Linked DNA regions of Drosophila melanogaster: region 2 is linked to region 1. Evidence: chromatin contacts called from public Hi-C data. All regions are on one chromosome and are shown on one strand. The core of a region is the stretch at or near the end of the contact, and the rest is flanking DNA. Distances in the headings are between cores, read along the strand shown.

Region 1 (2,725 bases), core at 127-2,626:
AATTTTATACGTCAGGAAAATAAACTATGAATGACTACTTGACGGCAATGTTTATAAACGATTTGTACTGTTAGAATAGACAGTCCCCGAAGGATACTGCCAGGCAAGTGAAAGAATCTAAGGCTATGACCGAACTGCACAAGAGCTTAAAGCTTGTTGTTTTCAGTAAAAGTATGTACATAGCCATACCTAGGTGCACAGTTAGTATGTGTGAGGTATGGATTGCTGTAAGCGTTCTTTGCCATTTCAGTTACATTAAACGTCAATAAACTGAAAAAAATAACCATACTTTTTTATACGCATATACAAACACGTACATTTTGGCATTAATCGTCCATATAATCAATAACATTTTACGATGGCTTTCGATGGTTTCAAAAATAATAGATATATATATATATAGAGTTATTAGTTGTAAAAGGCAGGTTTCGTAGGTTTGGATTAATTTTCAAATAGAAAAGTAACTTACTTAGTAATGTCTCAAACTTTTCCAATCAAAATTTTATGTGTGGCTATGTGCGTAAAGATAGCGTCACATGCTTAGTAACAATTATGGAACGGTGGAAATAAAATACGTGGGCCCTTTAAAATTGTTTTTAATTAAAAAAGATTGGACAAAAGTTCCTTTTAAAAGTATCCTGCAAATTGTAGTGTGAGTACACTTTTAGGGATGGCTTCCTTCATTCTTGTATTGTTGTACCAATTTGGAACAGCAAAAAAAATGACTGAAAATATATAAAGTTAACATTTACATATCCTAAAATACTTCCGTTGATTTTGTCTCCAATGTCAATAAAGCAACCGAGAACTTTGAGAATAATGAGAAGGAAAGATATCGTTTATTCCAGGATTCAGTTTTTCTAGTTACTATATTCCATTCAGCATCAGAACCAAAATCGATCCCCGGAAAAGTTTAAATTATTCATTTGGAAGTTAACATGTCGATAACAGTAACGCCTAAATAACCTAAACAGCTACTTTTTTGGTTTGGCATATCTGCCTCGCACTCGCAATTTTAATGCAATTTTCATTGCAAAACAGCAATATATACTCATATTTGCATTCTATGAAATTTATTAATAATATTAAATAAGTTAGTTTTGATATTGGCAATACTAACAACAAAAATTTGTATATACATAAACAATATAATTTTTCGTTTCCGCAAAATAGAAAATAATTTAAAACAATAAGTGCTGTAAGGAACAAAAGAAGATTTTAGACAAATAAAAGGTAAAAAATAGTATTATACATAATACATAGTAGTTGTGGCAGCACGTTGCATATAACTGTGTCTCAAATGTACAAACGATTACGAACTTTCACTATCACATCTGCTAAAAAACCATTTGATAATGGAACTGGGCTATGACAATGATCGATATTTTATGAAAAAAAACGTGTAATATCTATATATATTAATACGAACACACAAAGATAAAATGTTTTTTCCAAGACTTTAAAAAGTGGTTGAACAAAAGTTTGTGAACATTTTAGGATAAGTGCCAATATTATACATAAATCATTCGACTATCTATCACTCTTGGCGCTTTGGAAGATAGACAGGACTTCCTAATAATAACAAAGCTCACAAAAACCTTATTCAACGCTAACAACTCCCCAATCATAAAAAATATTAAAATCATACCGCTCATCAAAACGTCCCCCATACAAATCAGCAATAGACCGAATAATAGAAAAAGCAAAGCCCATTAACTACCATTTAAACAACAAAAAATACCCGCGCAGTCCTTACCTCCCTGGAACACCAATCTCTCCAAAATTGACACAACACTCAATAAGTTCAACGAAAGCAACACGACCCCACAACTTTTCAGGAGACTTTTTACAGAAAAGCAAACGAACGGTCTTCGCAGCAGAGCTTCTAGCCCTTATAGGCCCTAAAAACCAACAAAAATAAAAGAGGAAAATTCTGCATATGTTCAGACTCACTTTCCGCTATTAAAAATCTAAACAACAGCGATCACTACATATCTCACGCACGCAACCTACTACAAAAATTCAATACCAATTTTAAACTCCTTTGGATACTAGGACAAGTTGGAATACAACAAGCCAACCACTTACAACTATTGAATAAGAAATACCTAACCAAGATGAAAAAAACTTGGTTTCAAACATCCAACAAATCATCTTATCAGACTCGGGACATACACTAATAACACACAAGCACTACCTCGACCAAACCCAACAGACAATCAGTCAGTTCTGCAACGACAAACATATTAAATATCCTTAAATACATTTATATCGTCAATCTGTACTACCAGCTATAATGTAACCTTAACAAGATTATTCTATCCATCTAGATGTAAACAAGGAGGAAGGCCTCTGCTGCCGCAGCTTTTATTAATTCACTAGCTCTTAATTTAAATTATTTGTTATTTTATTAGAAATGCTTACTTATATCTCTTATATATTTTTAATGGAATCAAGTATATACATTTATTTTACGACTAACAGTAAAAATTTAGTTTACAAAAGAATTATATATCAAGTAACAGTGTTTATACCCGTTACTCGTAAAATAAAAATGTACACTACATTCGTTGAAAAGTTTGTAACGGGCAAAAGGAAGCGTTTAAGACCATGTAAAGTATATGTATATATTCTTGATAAGGATCAATAACCGAGTCGATCTAGCCATTTCCGTCTGTCCGTATGAACGTCGAGATCTCAGGAACTATAAAAGCTATAAGGTTGG
Region 2 (2,725 bases), core at 62-2,561, 250 kb after region 1:
AGTTCCGTTTATTGCTTTTTTATTATCTATATTTGCTCAATAACAGGGATATCGCAAAACTCTTATAAATATCTGAACAGCCGGCGTCGTTGTGTTGTTCTCACAAATAATATAGCCCATTGCACGTGGAGTAAAAGATATATGTACTTTATCAGGATAGTTATAGATGAGTTGATCTGGCTATGTCCGTCTTTCCGTGTGTTTCTGCCTTTATATTTGTCTGCAAAACACCCATAAGCCACCCAAAACTGACACGTCCACATTTGTCAAAGCTATTTTAGCTTTTTTCCCATTTTATCTTAACAAAAAACTTGCTGAGTTGCGGGTATCTCATATCGGGGATATCTACTAAAGAGTTTTCTCTTGTTTTGCATTAATTCATGAATAAAAAATGAAATGCAATTATGTTTTCATTTAAACAAAAATGTTTGTTGCTTAGACAAATCCCAAAACAGTATTGCTTCTATGATTTGAATGTTATTTAATATATATATGACAGCTATTTTGGTCTTGAATCTCTAAATCAAGATACGCATTAAAAAAAAAAAAATTTGTAAATTTTTTGGTCCTAGGATATTAAGCATGTTTTCCATAGTCGCAAACACCTAAGCGAGATTTTAATTTATTAAAATTTATTAATTTAAATTTAAATTAAATTTAATTTAAAATGCTTCTATGATTTGAATGTTATTTAATATATATATATATATATATTTTGGTCTTGAATCTCTAAATCAAGATACGCATTAAAAAAAAAAAAATTTGTAAATTTTTTGGTCTTAGGATATTAAGCATGTTTTCCATAGTCGCAAACACCTAAGCGAGATTTTAATTTATTAAAATTTATTAATTTAAATTTAATTTATTTAAAAGCAATTAAGAATATTTATGATTCCATAAAATGCTTATAAGTTAAAAGTTTGATTTAATGCTTACATTATATAGATTACTAACCAGTAAGTGTTGCCTCAAAAAGTTCTTTTAAAAATCCATAATAATTTTAATTAACTTGAAAATTTTCACTTTAAGAATTTAACGGATATATTGGTATCTGTGTGAAAATGCTATTATCCATGCCACAGTCACCTATCTGAGAACAACATACAAATTTGAATGTACTCCAATTATTAACTGTTTATTCACTAAAATGTTGCAGATAATAAAAATTATATAATACATTTAGCTTAAGCATTTATTTCTTAAGCTTCAGTCTAGTGGTAGTTGTTTTAATTAGAACTTAAAGCGTTTTCATTTCCCAACTGTTTCTTTGGAATGAAATGTCTCGCCCTGTTCCTGTCCATGAACGTTCGCAAGAATTATAATTTCCAAGATTGGTTCCAAGGTTTAGTTCCAAAATATCAATAGGAAATCAATAGAGTACAGATATAAATTTATTTAAATATTTTTAATCACCAAGAAATTTTTGTTCAATTTGTTTTGACTTAACCAGAACCAGGTGACGTATCACAATTTTAACAGTCAATGCTAATGTTTCAAAATAAGTTTGTCACGTTTAAAGTTCCGCTAAGATTTGGAAACAATGGAGCAGTGTGTCACGGTAAACCAATTTGTGAAAATCGTACTGAGAATTTATTTCCGGATTTGGTTGAAAGTTACTTTTTTGAAAGATTTTAACTGTATAAATGTATAGTATTAAGTATTATGTAAAAAAAATAACGACATAACTTGAAAAATTAATTTTTTTGTTCGTGTCCGATAGTCTATGAGCTAATCAAAAAACAAATTCATTACATTTGCTTTGCAAATAAAAAGGTAAGATGTATAATCACTAACTTACTATGCTATATGTATATACATATAAGCGCTCCAGAGAAAAATGACTAACAATTCGCTTTTGGGAAAAACTACATATACATAGATTAGTAGTACAAAGTTTTTAGGAAAAAATAGCTGACTGGTCAACACTGCCACAATGGTTGCGCCAGCGCCTGAAGAAAATCAATAAATCAATACTAAAAGTAATTGTAATTCCTAGCGTGTGTATTCCTTTAAAACAGACATTACGCTGCAACGCACAAGTATTTATAGATTTGGAGAATACTGAATAAATATTTGTGTAAACAAAAGGACCTGTAAACAGTTTCTAGATACATTTGATGTATTTTTTTTAAATAGAAACGTGTTGGCTTGCAACAAAGTCTGCAATATGGGGAACGTTTTGAAAATTCGTCTTCAATTGTTTTCTGCTTTCAAGTGAAGCCACCGAGATCCTGCGCTTGTTTTGGTTAATTCGTAATACTTCTTAAGCATGTATAAAACTTATACATGTATATGTAAATAAACCCAATTATATATTATATATGTATATGTATATATATGCATATATATAAATATTGTATATTATTGTATATATATATATATATATATATATATACGTAAATATTGTGTGATATGCAAGTGTCTGTTTTCGACTACAGATGTACGCAATATAAGGTAATCAGCTAAAATTTAACCTTTGGCAGCTGGGCTCATTACTGAGCGGAATAATTGAGCTCCCAAACCGAAAACAACTGCATTGCTTTGTGTCTAGCTATGTATGTATGTAACCTGCTTTTGTGAATATATATGATCGTCTTCGCTGATAGGGTTCGTCGTTATAACTTTTAGAACCCTGTGAGAAGTCTGGCTTAAACTGTTGAAGAGTAATAACCATGCGAATTTCGGCAATCTAAAATACATACTACTTCAAAATCAACTTGCTTAG

What was found. Hi-C and Micro-C count contacts between places; a contact is called where the count stands out from the background.
Region 2: a contact with region 1 is called in a Hi-C map of the Kc167 cell line, with 4 times the contacts expected there. The contact joins the promoter of CaMKI here to the promoter of lncRNA:CR44441 in region 1. A contact is called at or near these places in 40 of 107 Hi-C or Micro-C datasets (the Clone 8 cell line, the Kc167 cell line, the ML-DmBG3-c2 cell line and 15 more) and 2 of 6 datasets of contacts at active chromatin or transcription factors (both in the Kc167 cell line).

What each region holds. Positions count from the first base shown.
Region 1 is chr4:193,356-196,080 of dm6, forward strand. It overlaps lncRNA:CR44441 (long non-coding RNA:CR44441), which reads left to right and starts at 1,377. Exons shown (of 1, transcript NR_123744.2): 1 at 1,377-2,545. It overlaps Abcd1 (ATP binding cassette subfamily D member 1), which reads right to left and starts at 474. Exons shown (of 10, transcript NM_166736.4): 1 at 190-474.
Region 2 is chr4:444,193-446,917 of dm6, forward strand. It overlaps CaMKI (Calcium/calmodulin-dependent protein kinase I), which reads left to right and starts at 1,312. Exons shown (of 8, transcript NM_166764.2): 1 at 1,312-1,456.